3 separate regions of the Mus musculus genome follow, and all the other regions are linked to region 3. Evidence: chromatin contacts called from public HiChIP or PLAC-seq data. All regions are on one chromosome and are shown on one strand. The core of a region is the stretch at or near the end of the contact, and the rest is flanking DNA. Distances in the headings are between cores, read along the strand shown. Region 1 has its middle 31 kb from the start of Virma. Region 2 overlaps Ndufaf6 (NADH:ubiquinone oxidoreductase complex assembly factor 6). Region 3 holds the start of Ints8 (integrator complex subunit 8).

Region 1 (2,766 bases), core at 69-2,568, 200 kb before region 3:
AGCAGCCATACATGGAGGCAGAATGTTGTATACATAATAAATCAGAGAGAGAGAGAGAGAGGGAGAGAGAGGGAGAGAGAGAGTTTCCAGGGCAGCCTGGACTGTTACACAGAGAAAACCTGTCTCAAAAGAAAAAAAAAAGAAAAAAAAAAGAAAAGAAAAAAGAAAGAAAAAGGGAAAAGAAGCTATGGAGCAGGGTGGTAGTTCAAAAGGTAAGGCAGCCTTCTATTTATTTGTAAAAAAATATTTATTTTTTATTTCTTTTATTTTTAGGAGTATAATTATAATATTTTGCCTTCCTCTTTCCTCCCTCCAAACCTTCCCACATGTCCCTCCTTGCTCTCTTTCAAATTCATGGCCTCTTTTTTTTAATTAATTGTTGCTATATGCATATATGTATGGGTACATACATATATATTGCATATATGTATGTGTAGATACATACACATTCCTAAATGTAACTTGCTCTGCATAATGTTACTTGTATTTTACCTGTATGCCTACATGTGTGTATGTGCAGGTTCCATGTGTGGACCTAGTAATCTCAGATCCCCCAGAGCTAGTGTTGTAGACAATTGTGAGCCGTCATGCTCGTGCTGGGAATGGAACAGTAAGTTCTTTCAATCACTGAGCCATCTCCCTAGCTGCAGGAAAGGCCATTTTCTTAGCACTCACTTTCCTGTGCATGATCTATCTGTTGGGAGTTGCTCCAGAAGAAATAGCTTCCAGCCTTCCTCTTGGCTATCCTGTTCATTGAATACTAATTCCAGATTTCGAAGCCCCCATCCTGCGTGGCCTGCAACCTGTTCTCAGACTCCCAGGCTCCAGAAGGGTGAGAAATAATTTTTTATGGCTTATAACCTATCGAATTTATGGTACTTTGATACAAAAGCTCAAACAGGCTATTATGAAAATCAATAAATTCAATTAAAAATTAAAAGCCACAAGGAAGAAAGCAAACAGAGTCCCGAGGGAGAATCGGCGGTGTGGTGAAGGAACTACATAACACAGTTACACTTAATAAGCGACTCGTGGGATCAGAAGCCAGTCTTGCATAGATAGACTGAGGAGAGGGGTTGGCAGAGGAGCCACATGCAGGAAAGCTCAGAGGACCTGCACGGACCAAGCATGAGCGTGTATCACCACTGCCCGCACAGGGTCACAGAAAGAATGTTGCGGCACATGTCATCTCCCTGAGGGCTGGTCACAGGCTCTAGGAAGAAAGAAAGCACACTCACTTCCCCACAGGACTTGCCACACGAGACTGTATTCATTCACCTATGGCCGCTTCCTCCTTGCCTCAGATTGGCCAGTGCCCAAGCTACGCCCCTTCACCAGTTACAGCCAACAACAATGAAGCCCTTGCTCGGATTCCTGCCTCCTCATCATCTCACTGCTGCGATTTGGCACTTGAGTTTAGTCAGGGCTTTCTGACTAACTGCTTTTCTATAGGATGAGAAATCAGGTTCCAGAGTTAGGTGACCAGTATCTAACATTCCGGACCGCTAGTATGAGCGTTGATACTGTCGACAGGATCTAGGAATCAAACGCTGGGCATGTCTTTGGGGGAACGTGGGGTTTCTAGATTCAGTCCAATGAGCTGGAAAGATTTACTCTACATGAGGGAAGTATCAGTCCACGGCTGGTGTCCTGGGGTGAGTGGGGGTGGGGAGAAAGAAAGAAAGTTGAACATTAGCTCTCCTCTGGGTGTCCTAGCATCAAACACCATGTGTCCACGTCCCCGCCTGGGTGCCTTCCCACCCATGGTAGACTGTGAGCCTACATTAAACCCTTCCTTCCTTAAGTTGCTTTGTTACCTAGTGAGAACATTAATATTATTTATATTTATATTATTTTAAAACTATTATACTACCTAGGTATTATTGGGCACACGACTGTAATTTTCAACAATGGGAGTCTGAGGCAGGAGGATTGTGAGTTTGATGCCAGCCTAGGCTATTTAGGGAGCCTCTGTCTCAAACAAGCAAACTCCTGCACTCATGAAGTTTACAACTTAAAAATCACAAGACTAAACAGATATTCCTTAACAAAATACAAATAAGCACAGTGTTTTACTTGTTCCTCAAGAAATTGAAAATACGGATGTCAGCGATCATTTTCTATTTCCCAGTTCACTGGCTGATGTTGGCACGTTCCTGTGGGTCTCACTGTCTCAATGTTTCATGCACTCAAACCTTGTCTTCTACTTGCGTCCTTATGGGATTCAAACCAAAATGCTAACGTTGTCCTAAAGTTTAGGACAGAATGCTTGATCAGAAAGAAAAAGAAAAAGAAAAAGAAAAAGAAAAAGAAAAAGAAAAAGAAAAAGAAAAAGAAAAAGAAAAAGAAAAAGAAAAAGAAGGAGAAAAGGAGAAAAAGAGAAAGGGAAAGGGAAAGGGGAAGGGGAAGGGGAAGGGAAAGGGGAAGGGAAAGGGAAAGGGGAAGGGAAAGGGGAAGGGAAAGGGAAAGAAATCTCTAAACTGAAGCTCTCTGACAGATAAAGACCTTCCTCAAAGGAGAACGACAGAAGGATGGTAAGGATTTAGAGCCACGAAAGCAGCCTGGGAATCACCGCAGTGTACTGACTGGATCTGGCCAGGAGAGGGAAGCAAACTCTAAGACTATTATCAGCAGGGGTGAAGCAGCTACTTTAGGTAGGTAGTTGACTTTGAAGCCTAAATATGTATCTAAACTCTTTGTCTCTGTCTCTGTCTGTGTCTGTCTGTCTGTCTGTCTGTCTGTCTGTGTCTGTATCTGCATCACTCT
Region 2 (2,700 bases), core at 17-2,516, 200 kb after region 3:
GAGAGAACGATGGCATCAGCTGGAGTGCACCAGGTGGCTCAGTGTGAGAGAACGATGGCATCAGCTGGAGTGCACCAGGTGGCTCAGTGTGAGAGAACGATGGCATCAGCTGGAGTGCACCAGGTGGCTCAGTGTGAGAGAACGATGGCATCAGCTGGAGTGCACCAGGTGGCTCAGTGTGAGAGAACGATGGCATCAGCTGGAGTGCACCAGGTGGATCAGTGTGGGAGAGCGATGGCATCAGCTGGAGTGCACCAGGTGGCTCAGTGTGAGAGAGCGATGGCATCAGCTGGAGTGCACCAGGTGGCTCAGTGTGAGAGAACGATGGCATCAGCTGGAGTGCACCAGGTGGCTCAGTGTGGGAGAGCGATGGCATCAGCTGGAGTGCACCAGGTGGCTCAGTGTGAGAGAACGATGGCATCAGCTGGAGTGCACCAGGTGGCTCAGTGTGGGAGAGCGATGGCATCAGCTGGAGTGCACCAGGTGGCTCAGTGTGGGAGAGCCAGAGTCAGGCTGAATTGGGATTACAGGTTAAATAAAAAGACGTTTGCATTGCAGGAATAGCCGATGCCTGATCACTAGGGACCTAATCAGGATGAAAGTGAAATAATGGAATAAAGATGTGAATGAGTCAGACAGAGGCAGACCCACTAGAGGGTCACCTGTGCACCTGAACAGGAGGCTGTCTAAGCAGAGTTAGTGTGAGGTGTGGTGAGGGAGTTGGGCAGTGCCACAGCTAAGCCGAAAGATAGCGGGAGGGGCTTTGATAGGACAGAGTTGGTTTTTGTTAAATCCATGAGGCTTTGAAGCTAGACTTGAGCAGCAGGAGATGAGCTGTTTTCTTGCTTTTGTGAGAGGCCTTTGTCAAGCCACTGCTGCTTTGTGGTCTCAGGGAGGCTGTTCCTGAAGCTTTCCAACCAGTTTCTTTCCTTCTTCCTCTAAGGCGAGGTCCTTCCACAGAAGCGTCCCTGCGGAAGCGTTTCCTGCTTTTCTTCAGACGGTGAGTGCTTCAGTGGAGAAGGCTGGGTGCCTAGTGAGCAGGCTGGGGACATTTCTCGAGTCTCCAGAGTACTTCTTTTGATTCTGTTTCCCTTCCTCATGGTGGCTTGATTAGTCTATGATGGCACGTGGGTTTTCTGTGATGTGGTCAGCACAGGCTCTGCAGCCAGGCTAGCTTGTCTTTACTCCACTCTGTCTCTTTCTAGCCTTGGGGCCTTAATTTCTTTAACCCCTGTGTTCCTCAATTGTACTCAGTAAAATGAGAATTACAAAAGGAGCCACCTGGTTGGAGTGTCTCCATGGTAACCTGACCATGCAGTATCGTCAGCTCACAGGGCATTGCTGAGCTGGTTGTATTGAAAGAACCTGAAAACACAGTTTAAAAGGTAGTTTCCTGGGCTCAAATTCCCTTCCTGTAAGATGGCTTAGCAGGTAACGGTGTTTCTTATATAAACCAGCAGTCTGGGTTCAACCCCCAGCATGCACTCGGAAGTAGGAAGGAAGGGACCCCACAAAATTCTTAGCTGTATGGTCAGGGAGGTTCCAGGGAGTGGAGGTGTTTATGGTACCATGTTGATCGGGAGCTCATGGTGTAAGAAGATGTAAGAAGAGAACTGGCTCCTCTGATCTCCACACACTGCATAATACACAATGAAAACAGTCTAAAAGGAGAGAAAGACAGAGGCCTCATTCATTCTTGTTTGACCCTGCCCAGGGGTATGCTGCAGAACTCTAGGGGGCGCTGTGGATGTTGTCTGAGAAGGGTTGGGGGCCTCAGAATCATGAAGTGCAAACTTAAGCAAATTTTTTTTTTGGGGGGAGGGGGTGTTTGAGATATATGTATAGCCCTGGCACTCACTCTGTAGACCAGGCTGGCCTCGAACTCAGAAATCCGCCTCCTCTGCCTCCTGAGTGCCGGGATTAAAGGCGTGTGCCACCATGCCCGGCTTGCAATTTTTGGTTTTATAGAGTAGCTTAAGGGCAGGTGCATAGTTCAGTTACAGTGTAATCGTGTTAGGAATGCCAGTGCCTGGGCGGTAGACAAGAGGAAACTATAAATTAGCCAAATCAACAGACAACCAAAAATTAAAGAATACTATGCAATTCCTGTCTTTCCTTAATCCTTGCGTGATAGGTGCTGGGTAGGGTGACTTTTATAGGGACCTGTGATTAGTCTTTTTGTCCAAAAAAATCTTGTTTTCTAGCAAGAACAAAGAGACTCATTAAACTTCAACAAATAATTTTTTAAAAGGTCATCTTGAGGGGCTGGGGAGATGTGCAGTGGTTAAGAGCACTTGCTGCCCCACGCCAGGCAGCTCATGGTCAGCCATAAGCCAGCTCTGATCTGATGCCCTTCTTGCTATTGCAGGTGCTGTGTGGTGCCCCATAAATAAATACACCTTAGAAAACGAACAGTCTGCTTGAGCGTCACAGCACACCGCTTTTGGAGATGTTTCATAGTCCTTGACTAGTTTTTCTGTTTGTGGTGGCACACACTGTAATTCCACTGCTCCAGAAGCTAAGGGAAGGTGCTTGGGTATTTGAGGCCAGTCTGGGATGCCTGCTGATATTTAAGAAGACTGTTAGAGCCGGGCGTGGTGGTGCACACCTTTAGTCCCAGCACTCGGGAGGCAGAGGCAGGCAGATTTCTGAGTTCGAGGCCAGCCTGGTCTACAAAGTGAGTTCCAGGACAGCCAGGGC
Region 3 (2,914 bases), core at 157-2,656:
CAGGCTGGCTTCAAACTCAGAAATCTGCCTGCCTCTGCCTCCCAAGTGCTGGGATTAAAGGCATGCGCCACCACTGCCCAGTTTATCCCAGCTAGTCCTAAAGGATATAAGATCCATCAGAATATTTATAGAATAGTTTTACATATTCTATACATGGTTTTATTTTATTCTTTTAAAAAGAAATCTAAAGGGGCTGGTGAGATGGCTCAGTGGGTAAGAGCACCCGACTGCTCTTCTGAAGGTCCAGAGTTCAAATCCCAGCAACCACATGGTGGCTTACAACCATCTGTAACAAGATCTGACTCCCTCTTCTGAAGTGTCTGAAGACAGCTACGGTGTACTTACATATAATAAATAAATAAATCTTTAAAAAAAAAAAAGAAATCTGAAAACAAAACAACAGATAACCACCCAAAAAAGCCCACAAAGAGCTTAATCTATAATCCAGCACTTGGGTGGTTGATTCAATAAAATGGATGCAAGTTCAAGTTTAGCCTGGGCTACATAGTTCCAGGTCATTCTGGGCTACAGAGTGAAACCCTGTTTCAAACAAAGCAAAACAAAACAGGAGAAGCATCTAAAAGAAACTGACTAAATCTGAATTTTTTTCTTTGTTTCTCAGGGTCCCTTTATGAAAACAATCATCTTTAGTAACACATATCTGAAATTTTCTATGAGGTGTGTATAGGATGTCTGGGAGTTTTCTTCAAACTTTCTTCTGGATGTATTTTGTCCGGATCAGCTGGCCAGTCAGCTGATCACAGGAACTCTCTAGAAGGACCAATCTGGCTTTGGCTTTTGCTCTCCAAGTGCTGGGTTTTACAGGAATGCCCCACTACACCATGCTTTTTAGTTTTATTGATAATGATACTTAAGGACCTTTCAGAATGGTGGAACGCGTAAAATAGGGTTTACTGTGCCTAGACTGGAGATCTGAGGAAAATTAACTAGCTTCTTATTCCGAGAGTTAGTCTTGGGAAGTCGCAGAAAAGTTTGTTTTTTTTTTTTTTTTTTCTTTTTTCCGGAGCTGAGGACCGAACCCAGGGCCTTGGGCTTGCTAGGCAAGCACTTTACCACTGAGCTAAATCCCCAACCCCAGGAAAGTTGGATCTTAATTATGTAATAAGCCTTGGGAAACGGGGAGAGGAGTTAGGCTGGAAGGAGTCTCAAAAAGGTAAAGCACCCAAGACAAAGCAACTAGATTTGGTCTCTTTGGTTTTCTTACGAAGACATCGAACTCGCTTCATTTTCTCTGGGAATGTCCAGAGAATCTGGAGAGCCCCGCCAGAATCTAGCTTCTGAAGGGCCAGGAGACTCCATGGCAGCTAAGGGGCGGAGCAGTCTGCTGTTCCCGCCCCTTTCCTCCGAAGTCTAACTGGGATTGGTCGAGAGCGTGGCTAGCTGCGGATCCGGGGCCGGACTCTGGCCGACTACTACGCCATCTTGGGCTGTGCGAGCTGACTAGAGGTTCCGGGCGGTTTCGCTGGATAAAGGGACTGGGCGAGGGTCAGGTTGGAGCCCGGAGGCGGCGGGAGCAGCGGCGGCGGGGGCAGGATGAGCGCGGAGGCGGCGGACCGGGAGGCGGCCACCTCCAGCCGGCCCTGCACCCCGCCGCAGACTTGCTGGTTCGAGTTCCTGCTGGAGGAGTCGCTGTTGGAGAAGCATCTGCGCAAAGCCTGTCCGGGTGAGCGAGCGAGCGAGCGGGCGGGCGGGCGTGGTCTGCGGCCCGCTGCCTTCTGTCCCCCGCTGCCTGAGGCCTGGCCGGCGCCGCTGGGCCCAGCTCGACGGTGCCTCAGCCGGGAACGTCGCCGCGGAGCGTCTGCGGAAAGTTTCAGACAAAGGCTTTCGGTCTGCCGCGGTCCTCACAGCGAAGGGCGCCCGCACTCGCCGTGCGGGGGTCGGGTCGCCGATGTCGCACGGCCCTGGGGGTGACTTCGTGAGGGGAGAGCGGCTCTGCGGAGCCTAGAGCCGGCCGTAGCCTTCGGTTCATTCAGCCAGGGGATTGTGTATTTCACTGTTGAACCCCGAATTAATATAAATCCCCCGAAAACAGCTGCTTCGGCTGTTGTATAGGGATACCCGTGTTGGGCAAGGAACATGGCCCTTTTCCTCTTTCGGGCATTTTGGTAAAGGTACAATGTAAGGTCTTTACCTTTAGTTTGCTCAGTTCTCATCCGAATTTGGCCTTGTAGGAGACTACTTTGTGAAAAGTTGGCATCATTGGTGGGGCAGTTTTACCAAGTGTATCTCAGTGCTTTTAGAGCTTTCCTATTGACACATTGTTAGGGGCTAGGGTGCCAAGCCTCCGTGCTTAGCTCTTTAAATAGGTTGCGGTCCTTAGCGAAGCCTTCATTATAGTGAAGAAAGTGGCATTAGCCGCTACTTTACTGGTGGGAAACAAAGCTAGAGACAGTTCAATAAAAGACCCCTGTCAAAACACTACTTCTTTCCTCCAATTGGCATTGGTCTTATCTTGAACTGGGAACCTGTAATGCTTAGTTCTTCTCTGTGAAATGCTTTGTTATGAATCAGTTTTGAATCGTCCCCAGACCCTCTTGCTTATTAATTAAGCTGGCAAACGCCGATCTGCAGCTGTCTCTGACCACACCTCCAGATGTTTCGTGCCCCCCAAGTACCATAGTCTTTAGTATACGCGAATCCTTTTGCGTTTTTATAACGAAAACTTTAAGAATTTAATTTCTTTTAAATCCTAGATCCTGCACCAGTTCAGCTTATAGTTCAGTTTTTGGAGCAGGCTTCCAAACCTTCAGTTAATGAGCAAAACCAAGTCCAGCCTCCACCTGATAACAAGAGAAATCGCGTCCTAAAGCTTCTTGCTCTTAAAGTTGCTGCACATTTGAAGTGGGATTTAGACATACTGGAGAAAAGGTATAAAGCTGTAAATGGCATTACA

What was found. HiChIP or PLAC-seq counts read pairs in DNA pulled down with a chosen protein or histone mark.
Region 1: an H3K4me3 HiChIP or PLAC-seq map of the 230-238 cell line shows a contact between it and region 3, with 18 read pairs. The contact joins the enhancer-like site here to the promoter of Ints8 in region 3. A contact is called at or near these places in 6 of 39 promoter capture datasets (the 3T3-L1 cell line, the C10 cell line, cranial neural crest and 2 more), 3 of 484 Hi-C or Micro-C datasets (the G1E-ER4 cell line, LSK cells and embryonic stem cells), 12 of 115 datasets of contacts at active chromatin or transcription factors (the 230-238 cell line, the SCID.adh cell line, embryonic forebrain and 6 more) and 3 of 9 other capture datasets (adipose tissue, macrophages and pancreatic islet).
Region 2: an RNA polymerase II HiChIP or PLAC-seq map of embryonic stem cells shows a contact between it and region 3, with 12 read pairs. The contact joins the enhancer-like site here to the promoter of Ints8 in region 3. A contact is called at or near these places in 7 of 39 promoter capture datasets (the C10 cell line, cranial neural crest, embryonic stem cells and 4 more), 2 of 115 datasets of contacts at active chromatin or transcription factors (CD8 T cells and embryonic stem cells) and 3 of 9 other capture datasets (adipose tissue, liver and pancreatic islet).

The regions. Positions count from the first base shown.
Region 1 is chr4:11,453,848-11,456,613 of GRCm38.p6, reverse strand. No RefSeq gene overlaps it. Among named protein-coding and RNA genes, the nearest start is that of Virma, 31 kb to the left of the region's middle. Within about 2 kb of position 1,318, at least 163 of the 459 cell types and tissues checked have an H3K27ac peak or open chromatin away from gene starts, as enhancers often do. A contact at or near this core is called in the 230-238 cell line, adipose tissue, embryonic limb bud and 1 more, where this site is marked.
Region 2 is chr4:11,051,732-11,054,431 of GRCm38.p6, reverse strand. Ndufaf6 (NADH:ubiquinone oxidoreductase complex assembly factor 6) reads left to right here. Exons shown (of 9, transcript NM_001085493.2): 8 at 944-1,000. Among named protein-coding and RNA genes, the nearest start is that of Gm35429, 15 kb to the right of the region's middle. Within about 2 kb of position 1,266, at least 26 of the 459 cell types and tissues checked have an H3K27ac peak or open chromatin away from gene starts, as enhancers often do. A contact at or near this core is called in embryonic stem cells, where this site is marked.
Region 3 is chr4:11,252,751-11,255,664 of GRCm38.p6, reverse strand. It overlaps Ints8 (integrator complex subunit 8), which reads left to right and starts at 1,406. Exons shown (of 27, transcript NM_001159595.1): 1 at 1,406-1,684; 2 at 2,715-2,889. The coding sequence starts at 1,555.